2 separate regions of the Sus scrofa genome follow, and region 1 is linked to region 2. Evidence: chromatin contacts called from public HiChIP or PLAC-seq data. All regions are on one chromosome and are shown on one strand. Each heading gives the region's core, a stretch centred on a gene start, on an enhancer-like site or on the middle of the called end of the contact. The rest is flanking DNA. Distances are from core to core; before and after follow the strand shown. Region 1 holds the start of MACROD2 (O-acetyl-ADP-ribose deacetylase MACROD2). Region 2 holds the start of NDUFAF5 (arginine-hydroxylase NDUFAF5, mitochondrial).

Region 1 (6,416 bases), core at 2,673-5,172, 150 kb after region 2:
AAAAATGGACATGGGGGACAGTTAAGTGCTACTGGAAAGGTAAAAAATTCAAGATTATACAGGAGATAAAATTGAGAAGGTACAGCAATTCATTAGGAATGAGAGTGAAGTTTTAAGAGGTACCAGAGATGGTGTTTAGGTTTCTAGACTGTTCAAGTGAATGTGTGATGAAGCCATTCAAAGAGATGGGGAACACTGAAAGAGGTCTAAGTGTGGGGAAAAGATCATGAGTACCATGTGGTATGTAGTATATTTCAAGTATCTTTTAGATACTAAATATTAATATTTGATACTAATATTTGATACTTTAGAATGATAATGGTATTTTGTAAGAATAATTAAAATTAAATGCTTGGGAGTTCCTGTTGTGGCGCAGTGGTTAACGAATCTGACTAGGAACCATGAGGTTGCAGGTTCGATCCCTGGCCTCGCTCAGTGGGTTAAGGATCTGGCATTGCCGTGAGCTGTGGTGTAGGTCACAGATACGGCTCAGATCCCACGTTGCTGTGTCTCTGGCGTAGGCCGGTGGCTACAGCTCTGATCTGACCCCTAGCCTGGGAACTTCCATATGCCGTGGGTGCGGCCCTTAAAAAAGGCAAAAAAAAAAAAATTATAAAATTAAATTAAATGCTTAAAGTGATTGCATTTGGAGTGGATAAGCAATGATATCCTGCTGTATAGCAAAGGAACTATATCTAATCACTTGCATAGCACAAGGAAAATGATGGAGTATAGTTTGAAAAAAAGAATGTATATATGTATAACTGGGTCACTTTACTGTACAGCAGAAATTGACAGAACATTGTAAATCAACTATAATAAAAAATAAAAAAATGCTGAAACAAATACCTTCTAAATATCTAGGCCTTAACACAATACATAAAAGTTTCTTATTTACATTAAGAGCCTGATGTGGTACTCCTTGGATCCCAAAGATGCTCCTCCAAGCAGTGACTCAGGGATCCAGTTTCCTTCCTTCTTGAGATGCTGGTTCTGGGATCACTGCGAAAAAGAGAGAACATGAATGAGTACATGGGAGTTTTGATGGTTAGGCATGGAAGTGGCCTTTTGCATCATAACCTACCCAGGATGCAGTCACATGTGCTAATTCCAAGGGAGGTTGGAAAATAGAGTCTGGCTATGGACCAAGAAAGAAGAAACTATGCTAGTGAGCATCTCTGCCATATTTACTATGTGCTAGTCACTTTATGTGTTTTAACTCATTTAATCCTCAAATCAATCTGACAAAGTAGATATTTATCGTCATCTCCACATAATAGATTTCAAAAAATGTCAAAGTTCAGAGATCTTGAGTAACTTGCCAAGGGCCACATAATTAATAAGAGTAAACCTAGAATTTGGAGTTCTTGTCGTGGTGCAGCGTAAATGAATCTGACTAGGAACCATGAGGTTGTGGTTTCAATCCCTGGCCTTGGTCAGTGGGTTAAGGATCTGGTGCAGTGCCATGAGCTGTGGTGTAGGTCACAGACGTGGCTCAGATCCTGTGCTGCTGTGGCTGGGGTGTAGGCTGGCAGCTGTAGCTCTGATTAGACCCCTAGCCTAGGAATCTCCATATGTTGCAGCTGTGGCCGTAAAAAGCCAAAAAAAAAAAAAAAAAAAAAAAAAAAAAAAAGGAGTAAACCTAGAATTTGAATCCAGAAAAACTAGCTTCAGATGCCTTTTAACCAGCGCATAACACTGCCTCTTAAAGTTGAGATCCAGTATATGGTAGCATGTATAGGTTTAAAGCTCAAGAAGAAATTTTCCTTTAACTCAGGATTTTCCAATCTCAGCAGTAACGACATTTTGGGCCAGATATTTCTTTGTTGTGGGGGACTGTTCTGTGCATTATTGGACACTCAGCAGAATTCTTGGTTTACACTCACACAGTGCCAGTAGCATTCTTCCCCCAGATTTGACAACCAAAAATTTATCCAGACATTGCCAATGTCCCCAAGGGAGGCAGAACTGCACCGATTGAGAACCACTGTTATAACTGAAGCCATGAATATGGATGAAATTATTCAAAGAAAAAGTATAAAGCGAAAATAGACAAGAGATTAGTAGTGAATCTTAATGAACTCCAAAATGTAATGGCTGAAAAGGAAGATGGGCCACAAAGGAGACTGTAAAGGAATTACCAGACAGGAGGAAACTCAAAAGAGTGAGGAAATTAATGGAAAAGAATGGTTTAAGGAGGAATAGAGATTAACAGTGTTAAATGTGCTGAGAGATCTTGTAAGAGAGATTGAAAAATGTCCATTAAATAGCACATGAAGGCAACTGATTAACTTAGTAACAGCCATTTCAGTTGATTTAGAGGATAAAAGATTAAAGCAAACTGAAGAGCAAAAGTGGGATATAAGACAAATGACACATTTTGGTAAGTGAGAGGTTTTGGAGAGGAGGAGGAATTTTTTTTTTTTTTTAACATGGGAGAAACCTAAAAGGTTTAAAAGTTGATGAATGGTCCCAGTTCTTTCAGTCAACATAGGATAAAGATAATCAATAGTATAATGTTCCTAAGAAAGCACAGGTGGAAGGACTGGCTCTGGGTTGGGGCAGAAACTTCTGTTTTAACAAAGCAAAGGTGCCTAGTACGATGCACTTTCCTGCAGACACGATACACTTTGCATTTCTAAACAAGAACTCAATACCTTTCCTGCAAAATCTGAAACTGCTCCTGTACTGCCCAATCTTATTGATAAATTGCTATTTTCAACTATTCCATGGAACCCTTATATTCTTTTTCTTTCTCATCCTCTTTCCAAAATCTATTGCATTAACAATTTTTATTGATTCTACCTGGGTACTATGCTTTGAATCAGAGCCCTCCTTTTATTTCCATTGCCAATAAATGTGTGCATATTTTTATTACTAGCTCAAATATCACTTCCTTCTTGAAACATTATTTCATAGCATTAAAAGAAAAAAAGCAGAGATAATGTTAAAATAAAAAATTGTACCTTACTATGTTATTAATCATCCTCATGAGAGAGACCTGTTACTCAAAACATTTCATTCTTTACAATTTTTAATGGGGCCTCCTCTTTTTTTTTTTAATTGTTAAAAAATGTGTTCCAAATAACTACTTGTTCTTACATACCTAGCTTAAGTACAGCTTATAAGACAACACTCCAATTGTTAAACAAATGTGGATTCACAAAGAAATCAGCCTAGTGGATGGTCTGATATTTAGAAAAACCATAAATTTGGGGAGGGGGTTACCAAACTTCCTCTAAATTCTAGAACACCTAAATACTAGTATTACCCAGCATCAGGTGAGCCCTTTAGACCATCACCTTGACCTGAAGCAATTTGTGGGGGAATAAAACGGTAATATGACCTGGCTCTTATTAACACCCATTTGAATTTGCTTTGATGAAAGTCTTTTGTTTCCAATATAACTTTTGGTTGCTCACTACTTCCCAGTTCTTAAAACTCTTGAGTACTCCAGTTTACTTTTGTTCTTTCCACTTTTCATCGGACTCCACTGAACTGTGTAAGGTTGAGAAGCTGATTACATATGGTCTGAAACCATTACCTAATCCTTTCACTTCTTTCGGTTACATTTGCCCACCAACAGAAAAGTTTCAGATTATCTGGTAAAAGCCATCCAGATGGAGCAGTTAGAGTGAACGTGCACAATTCGTGTCAACTCACATCTCTTACTTCCACAGGTTAAGGCCCTGAGGATGCTCCGCAGTCACCTGGCGCACCTGGCCCTAGAGGCCACGCCCTCGGGTCCTCCTAGCGCAGCAAAGCGGGAGGGGATCTCCTAGTGCCTCCTGCCTCTCCAAGGAAGCCGCCTCACGCGCCACCCCAGCCGCTAGGCTACCTCCAGCCCCCTTGCTCCCTGGCTCCGCCCCCTCAAGCTCCCCAACGTCCTCGGCGTCGGGCCCGAGCCTGCGCCTGCGCCTGCGCCCTGGGTCCGAAGTCGGGGCGCGCGGTGGCTGGAACGCGGAGAGCGGCGGATGGTGCAGCCAATGGGAGGCGGCGCTGGCTAGCGGCTGGGAGGCGGGGCCTGCGCGGGTGTTAGGTTAGCGCGAGGCGTGACCTAGTTGACAGGCTCTGAGGGCTGCTGTGGCGGCGGCCGCGGGGCTGAGGCGGGTGGGAGCCGGAGCAGTACGCCGGCTGAGGGAGGAGGGCGGCGACTAGAGAGCGGCGAAAGGCGCGGGTGCGGAGCCTCTTTCACTTTTCCCTCCCGAGTGCCCCCCCCACCCCTCCCACTCCACACACACCCTGTTTGCCCGTGAGCCTGGGGAACTTGCAGCTTAAAGCCAGCCACCCCCACAGCAACATGTACCCCAGCAACAAGAAGAAAAAGGTGTGGAGAGAGGAGAAAGGTAACCGTCCTGTCGAGTCCTGGGGTCGGGGGCAGGGGTGGAAGGGGTGGGGTGGGGGCGGGGGACAGGGCTGTGTGTGCAGAGGCGCCCTCCGCCCGGCTCTCGCCTCGCGCCTTCCCGGCCGGTGCCGCTTCCCCCGCGGGTCCGTGTGTACACACGCGCGCACGTGCGCGCACCCCGGCGTGCACGCGCCGCCCCCGGGCACCTGCCGCTCGCACACTTGTGGGCTCACGCCCCTCTCTGCTGCTGCGCCGGGTCACCTTCTCCCCCAGCGCGGCGGTCCCCACCCCGCCCCGGACTCCAGCTGGGACTTTCGGAGTCCCGGCCGGGTGTCCCAGGGACACGTGCCCGCCAGCTGGCACCCCGGCCGCAGCTGCTGCTGCTCCGCGCCCGCTGAGCTTCGGCGGTTTACTCCGCGCCTCTGCGTCCTGCTCCTCTTCTGGCAGGGCGTCCCCACCCTCGCGTCTTTAGCCCTTTTGCCGGGCCCTTCCTTCTGCGCCTCAGTGTGACTTTCAGAACCTGGAGCTGGGGGGACAGGTGGAGAACCTAACACGAGCGTGTCTTTTCCGAGAGGCTAAGTGCCTTCAGAGAAGTCTGAATGGGCTCTTCTCTGCAGTGATTCCCTCTAAATTCCGATCCCATTCACAGTCTGAAGTTGCTCAGAGTAAGACTGTGAGACCGATGCCACTCTTCTGTGAATGAAGCCACCTCTGAGTTTTGTGCTGATCAAAGCTTAGCCAGATCAGGCAGATTGATAGTGACATTGAGGTCGGGGAGATACACAAAGTGTGCGACCCAGCGCTGTTTTCTCCCTCTCTCTTTTTCTCTCTGGTGTCAGAGTTAGGTAATAATCCAAGGTAAAACTTGAGTCTTTGCAGTTTTCTCCCTCCCACCCCACTCCTTTCTTTTTATTCTGTAGCAGCTAATTTTACAGAAATGTAGTAAAAAGGACTTGAATTGCTACTGCCAAGATGTACTAAACCGTGTATCAAAAGCGAGGCTGAGTGAGGGAAATGCACATCTCTCCTTAAGTATCATGTTCTTTATAGAGGAAGGAGGAAGGGGTGACTAGTTCTCTTGCTAAACTCAGCTTCAGCTGCTCATCGCCCAAAAGCCAATAATTCTAGAGGCAGATGTCAATAGAAAGGAAAGTTGTTTTAATGAGAAAAGCCAGAGATCTCGGGAGAAAGTGGGCTCATGTCCTGAGACCAACTCTGAAGATTATGCTCAGCCATGACAGTTTTTAAAGGGGAAAAGGGAGAAGACTCAGTGAAATCATCGAGACAGGACATTGGATTCTGCATGAATCTCTATTGTGAGCAGACTGGCTGACTCTTTCTTCAGCATTTTCTTGCCTGAGCAATCTGCCTGCTGGATTTGCTAAAGGGGCTGTTGGGGGTGGAGAGCTAGTCATTTTCTAACTGCTTAATTTTCATTCTTTTTATCTAGGAGAAGGATCAACAGGTTAGGCAGGGCATGGTGTGTATTCAGGAGAGCATAAGTCAAGAGTTAGGTTAAATTGCCTGAAGATCTCATTGCTTCAATTCTTTTACGGTTAGACGGGAATGAATAGAAATGGACAAACAGGAAAGGGGCAAAAGCAAAGTTCCTTACTGTCAAACTTCATTCAATTTCTGTGGGATTAAAACAGAGCTAATAACTAACTTTTTCATGCTGATTTAGGGCACTGCATTCTCACAGTGAAAGATGTCAACATTGGTCTCTAGCATCACCTCCTACAAGCAATTTTAGTTGCATGCTTATAATATGGGCAGAGCAAGCTGCAATAATTTCGATACCCACAAAGATATAGATCATTATGAGCAATAATGTTAATCCCATTCTCTTGAGGCCAGTTCTTAGAATTGTGCTAGCTGTAGATTCAGTACTGCCCAAGATGGGGCTGTCTGGTCATCATGCAGCTAGTGTTTTTCCCCTCTGATGGCAGTTATAGTATCTGTAAAACAACTCAGGAGTGTGCACTATACACTGATTCTGTGACTCTATTGTCCTAATCATTAATTGCTCAGTTTTGTACATGGTGGGGGGGCCCTCCAGGGTTCTGCTCCA
Region 2 (6,738 bases), core at 3,133-5,632:
AATTCTGTACATTGCCTGATACTTCCTACCTTCCTGATGTGAAGGCCTTCCCTGATGCTGACCCTCCTTAGGTCCTGTAATCACAACCAGCCTTGGTCTGGCTCATCTAAACACCAACTTTGAGTAACACCAACACTCAAAATTTCCTGCTGGCAGAGGTGACATTAACTCTGGGGAGAGGGAGGTGCATCAGTGGCATGTGGAATTTCTCAGGCCAGGGACTGAATCATAGGCAGTGACCCAAGCCCTTGCAGTGACAATTTGGGGTCCTTAACCCACGGTGCCACAAGAGAACTCCCTACAAAATTTTAATAAGCTTAGAAAACTTGTAAACACAAACTAGAATCAGATGTTTCTGACTTAATTTCAAACAACCATTTCTAGCTTTATTATTTACCACCCTCTTCAGAGACTTTATTATCTAATCAAATGGGAGCACTGACCTCCTCTGAAAGCCCAACCCTATCCTTGCTCAAAAACCTCTTTCCAGACAGAATACCCTGGATTCCAAAATTTAAGTCTTTCAAACTCCAATCAAAATAGCACTTCACTTGGAGTTCCCTTCGTGGCTCAGCAATTGACGAAACCCAACTAGGATCCATGAGAATGTAGGTTCGATACCTGGCCTCGATCATTGGGTTAAGGATCCACTGTTGCTGTGAGCTTTGGTCGCAGACATGGGTTGGATCCCGAGTTGCTATGGCTGTGGCACAGGCTGGCTGCTGAAACTCCAAGTGGACCCCTTGCCTGGGAACTTCCATATGCCATGGGTGTGGCCCTCAAAAAGCAAAAAAGAAAAAAAACCAAAATAGTACTTCACCTATGAATTTTATTGATTACTGTATTTTGAGTGACCTCTTCCTCAAATTCTCTGAGCCCTATTCTTCTATGGCAGTTAAAATTATTCTATTTTGTATTATGGTTCTGATTAATTTCTTACACTTTCCATCTGCATCGTCCAGTAAGGTAGCCAGCAGCCACATGTGGTACTTGAGCACTTGAGATATGGCTTGTTCAACTTGAGACTGGTATGAAAATAGAATGTAGGAGTTCCCGTTGTGGCGCAGTGGTTAACGAATCTGACTAGGAACCATGAGGTTGCGGGTTCGGTCCCTGCCCTTGCTCAGTGGGTTAACGATCCGGCGTTGCCGTGAGCTGTGGTGTAGGTTGCAGACGCGGCTCGGATCCCACGTTGCTGTGGCTCTGGCGTAGGCCAGTGGCTACAGCTCCGATTCGACCCCTAGCCTGGGAACCTCCATATGCCGCGGGAGCGGCCCAAGAAATAGCAACAACAACAACAACAAAGGACAAAAAAAAAAAAAAAAAAAAAAAAAAGAATGTAAAATTTCCCATTGTTTTTTATTTTATTACATAGTAAAATAATTTTTGACATATTAAATAAAATACATTATTAAAATTAATTTCATCTTTTTTTTTCTTTTTTTCTTTCTAGAGCCTCACCTGAGGCATATAGAAGTTCCCAGGCTAGGAGCCGAACAGGAGCTGTAACTATTGGCCTACGCCACTGCCACAGCAACGTGGGATCCAAGCCACATCTGTGACCTACACCACGGCTCACCGCACTGCCAGATCCTTAGCTCACTGAGCAAGGCCAGAAATGAAACCTGCATCCTCATGGATCCCAGTTGGGATTGTTAACTGGTGAGCCATGAAGGGAACTCACTCACCTGTTTCTTTTTACTTCTTCATGTGTCCACCAGAAAATTCAAAATTGTACATTTCTACTGGATTGTGCTGCTTTAGACCATTACTATTGCACAGGGTTTAGCAAGCTATTATTTGCAAAAGGTGACCTACCTTTTCAAGGGCTGAAATTAAGGCCAAACGCCAATCACCAAGCCATATACCCTGCAGGAACACTGGGTCTGCCCAGGGGAATAGAACCTGTTCCTCCCTCAAAGGTGCTATCCTCACCAAACTATGAGCTCTGGAAGCTCTGTGTGTCCAGAGAGCATATGTTTTTTTCTAATTTGTACAGGCATCATATAAACTAGCAGTAGCCCTGATATAAGAGGAATCATGTCTTAATGTTCTATCTACCACATATTAGTTACTAAAAGTAGTTGAATAAATGAAGGAATGAATGAGCACCCAACTCTACTTATATTCTTCAGACACAAACTCTGCTTATCATGTGATAAGACCATGTAACACTTTATCTGGCTAGAGAATAGTTGCCACTAGTTCCCACCACGAATCAAAATCACTGTTTAGCTTCAGACTCAAATTTTGATCTCTCTTCTAGTCATTATGGCACCAAATAAAAAATTAATTATCATATGGTGTTTTTCCTTTCATAGCTTTATACTTCCAAAAAAGCATTTGGTCACTCCAATGATACTATGAAAAAACTTATTACGTATATCTTTTTTAAAAAAGACCAGTATAAAAATAAGTACTGTAATACCAAAGAATCCTTAGTTCTTTACAACCAACCTGATTGCATTTCTCTTTTTGTCTTAGAATACTTGACTTTGGGAGATGGAACAATTTCTGCGGTGCCAGAGCCGACTGTCCTTAGTTTTCCTTTGGTAAATGAGTCTGTGCTATGTTGAACAATGTTTTTTTCCCCTTTTGTACTTTTTTGTGTAAATTTTTTGCTATTTTTCTTGGGGCTTATTGAATCCATCTTGTTAGATTTGCATGGTGTTTTCTTTTCCTGAATTCTCTCAGAGTTATCTAAATCATTCTTATTTCCAAAATCCTTTTGATTAATTTTCTTGGTTTCTTTTTTTTTCTCAACAAAGTTTTTTGTTTCTACTTCACTTTTAGTCTGGTTTTTCTTCTTCTTTATTTTCTTTTGACTCAATACTTTATTATTTTCATCAGAGAGATCTGAATCAGAATCTGAAAGTTCATAAAAACGTTTCAAGTCCTCTGTAGTGCTATGGTTGATAGGGCGTCCTCTTTTATCCACAGCATAATTCAATTTGAACTTTTTGTCATGAAACATTGCTCGAAATCTCTTGTCAATTTTGACTTTTCGTTCCTTTTCTGGCATTTCCCAAAATCTTGGGTCCTTTGTAACCCGCCTAAACCGCTGGTCATTCATTATTTCTTGTTTGGATGCCATTTTTAAATAGCTGACTGGGCAAATGCTTGAAGAAACCAAATACTACAAAAAAAAAAAAAAAGTAATGAAGGGTTAGTAATAGAATTAAATGAGAAGCTTTGGGAAAAATCAATTCACAATACTATATTCTAAGTTAAATGTATATCATTCATTTCCCAAACTTATCCTGAGTTACAGGCAGAAAAAAGCCCTATCAATATCTTCTTTTGAACAGAGATCATTTGGAGAAATAAACTTCAGGCAAAACCAAGCAGAAGTCCAGGGCTTTATGGAAAGGGGTAAATGATTACTAGACAAATGCATTTACTTAGATTCCCATATTTCTATTTGTATACCTGTATGTGTTACAAGCAAAAAGATAAGGTAATTAAAATATTCCCAAGTCTCAGTTGTTCTCATTTATTTCTTCATACTGTGGTCCGTTCCCTCTATTAATTTTTACCTCATTCTACTCAGAACAGCCTTTACTTCTAAAGGTGGTCTCCTAACTAAACAGACCAAAAATCAATTCAGGTTTAGCTCACAAAACTCCCTCTTTATATACGATCACCCTTCATGAATGAGGTAAAGCCTCTCTCTAGCTAGTTAAATACAAGATAGCAGTGTTTTGTTTTAAAAGCAAGGCATGATTATAAAACTGTAATCTTCTCCCCCCCTTAAATTTGAAAACAACTTATTACACAATAAGGGAAATAAGAGATTTCAGTGATGCTCTTATACACTTAAACATTTAACCCTCCGAGCAGTCTCACGGGGTAGGTACCATTTCATTCAAATGCTAGAGGTAATGCAAGCACTTGATCATCGGTCCAGTGTTCGAAAAGAGGATGGCGACCTGACCTCACTTTCGACGTCCGCTCTCATCTCCATGACTACCATTCCCTTCCACCCACCCTCCTAACGCAGGTAACACCAGAGTGACCTCGAAACTAGGCTCTCTGTCCCAACTCCGATACCTCAGGGAGGCGGTTTTGGGCTAAAGTCCCTCAACAGGACTCGGAGGAAAAGCAAGAAAAGCTCGAAAAATAAGGTCGGTAAGGCAAGGGGAAAGGGCGCGGGCCTCACGAATCAGAAAGAGACCCTATTAGAGACTGGTTCTCTCCCCTCTACAGCCTTTTTTTGGGAACCCGACCCCACTCACCTCCTCCGAACCTTCTCCGGGACTCACGCGGATCTCACACCCATAATGCTCCGCGTGACGCGCCGCCGTAATGGCACGCGAACTGGGCCAAACTACTTCCGTTTTCGCTCCGCGTAGCTCTCCAAAGTCTTTGCCTTAGCCTCAGAGCATGCGCACCGCAAGTGCGCCAGCCAATTGCGTAGCCGCGGGAGATGCTGCAACTGACTCGGCTCCGGCTTTGGTGGCGGCTGTCTCCAGCGGTGGGGGTCCCCGCGAAGAATCTCGGCCTCAGGAAGGTGGCCTCCGGCGTGTCTTCCCGGGGCAGCACCTCGCCCAGAGCCCTAAACATCTTTGATCGAGATTTGAAGAGGAAACAGAAGAACTGGGCGGCCCGACAGCCCGAGCCGATGAAGTTTGACTATCTGAAGGAGGAGGTGGGTTGGCGGGGTGGCGGGGTGGGGTGGGAGTGAGGGGCGAGGATTGGCTTCGGATCTCGGAGCTTCGGCCAGGCTCCAACAGCCCCCTCCTCACCGTGTGACCTTGAGCAGCCGCCCTGCTTGTCTGGGCCTCTGTTGTAGTCAGGCTGGGGCCGGGTGCCTGTCTTTGTAAGTTGCTTTTCATTCATTCGTTACCCTCGGCAGGTAGTGTTTGAGATACAGGTATGGCCAGGGCAAAGTAAGACCGCTGCCCTCATGAGATTTCATTCTTGTAGGAGGCGAGATAGTGACCCCAAAATGCAATTTCAGCCACAGAAGTAAGGCCAGATGATAAAATGAAGTGATAAAGTGACTTGGATGGTCTGGGAAGGCCACTCAAGCAGACGAAGTGAGGAGGAATTAACCATCTGGGATCTGGAGGGAGAAGCCTATAGGCAAAGGGAAAGACAAACCCGGAGCCCCTGAGGCTGAAAGGACCTTGTTGAGGCCTCCATGGAAGCTCCTGTGGAAGGTCTGGGAGGGCCCAGGTTGTGAGGGCTTTAATGGGTAAGAACTTTGGATTTCTCCTCTATCTGAACTTTCCATTCACTATGGCAATTTCTAATGACATGGAGCTATTGAGCACTTGAAATGTCCCTTTGACATGTGTGGTAAGTGTAAAAATACACTGGATTTCAGTGACTTAATATGAAAAAGAGATGTAAAATTTTCCATTAATATCTTTCTATACTGATTACATGTTGAAATTCTGATTTTGATATATTGGGTTAAGTATGTTAAAATTAATTTCTTTACTCTTTTTAAAATGGCTACTAGAGGAGTTCCCATTGTGGCTCAGTGGTAATGAACCTGACTAGTATTCATGAGGGTGTGGGTTAGATCCCTGGCCTTGCTCAGTGGATTAAGGAAATGGCGTTGCTGTGGCTGTAGTGTAGGCTGGCAGCTACAGCTCCGATTTGACCCCTAGCCTGGGAACCTCCAAATGCCCCAAGTACGGCTCTAAAAAAAGAAAGAAAAGAAAGAGGGATAAAGGGAAGTATTTAACTTGTTGAAACATAAATAACATATGGATTTTTTAAATACTGGAAAAAGAGTTACTTCTCTATTAAATCTACTCACGTTTACTTGTGTACATCTTTGCCTCTTGTAATCTGTTAGGTTGGAAGCCGGATTGCAGACCGTGTGTATGATATAACCAGGTAAGTGATGATTGTCGTAATAAAATATAGTCCCCTTTTGACTGGAGACTTGAGAAATTAAATGCTGAGAGCTTGATATCTGGCATGGTAGAATCTAGATGAATTTATTACCAGGATTAGTGATTTTAATCACTCTTAGGTTTCTCCTTTTTTAAAATGTCTGGGAGAGCAAGTGTTTTCTTCTTTGTTGCCTACAAAAATAATGACAACTCAGCCTCTCTCCAAGACTGGATGACTATTCTACTTGTTTTGGTCAAAAACAGTTGCTTCAGAAATGGATATAAAGAACTGACGTGTGGAGTTCTCTTGTGTGCAGCGAGTTAAAGGATCCAGCATTGTCACTGCAGCAACTTGGGTGTTTGCTGTGGCACAGATTCAGTCCTGGGCCCAGGAACTTCCACATGCCTTGAGTGTGGGGAAAAAAAAAAAAAAAAAAAAAAAATTGACAGCTGAATTTTAAGATATACTAAATATAGCTTTAAAAGTTTAAAATTAATAACAGGATCTTTTATCTAAGTCAAAAGAGTCTCCCTAGATTTGTTCTCCAATAAAGTTATATGAGACTTTGGCATTTTATCATAGGCATTATAAATAGCAATAATGGTCTTGTAACAATTACATAGAGGCAGATTTGAGAAAAGAACACATTCATCAAGTATTAACTTTTTTGGAGTTTCCTGGGGCCTAGAAGTTAGGGATCCAGCTTTGTCACTGTTGTGTCTTGGGTCACTGCTGTGTTGTTGCAACTTCAATCCCTGGCCCAGGAACTTCTACATGCCACGGGCATAACCAAAAGAAAAAAAATAACTTCTTTCATTCTTTATCTGGGTGTGTCATCAAATGAAAATACCCTCACTAAATCTTTTCTTCCATCCATGTCATGGAGCA

The links. HiChIP or PLAC-seq counts read pairs in DNA pulled down with a chosen protein or histone mark.
Region 1: an H3K27ac HiChIP or PLAC-seq map of alveolar macrophages shows a contact between it and region 2. The contact joins the promoter of MACROD2 here to the promoter of NDUFAF5 in region 2. A contact is called at or near these places in 2 of 47 Hi-C or Micro-C datasets (epiblast stem cells and liver) and 1 of 2 datasets of contacts at active chromatin or transcription factors (alveolar macrophages).

What each region holds. Positions count from the first base shown.
Region 1 is chr17:22,631,183-22,637,598 of Sscrofa11.1, forward strand. MACROD2 (O-acetyl-ADP-ribose deacetylase MACROD2) reads left to right here and starts at 3,923. Exons shown (of 18, transcript XM_021077533.1): 1 at 3,923-4,346. The coding sequence starts at 4,301.
Region 2 is chr17:22,475,962-22,482,699 of Sscrofa11.1, forward strand. NDUFAF5 (arginine-hydroxylase NDUFAF5, mitochondrial) reads left to right here and starts at 4,383. Exons shown (of 9, transcript XM_013985086.2): 1 at 4,383-4,648; 2 at 5,810-5,850. The coding sequence starts at 4,427. ESF1 (ESF1 homolog) reads right to left here and starts at 4,346. Exons shown (of 14, transcript XM_001926068.6): 1 at 4,236-4,346; 2 at 2,458-3,136. The coding sequence starts at 3,094.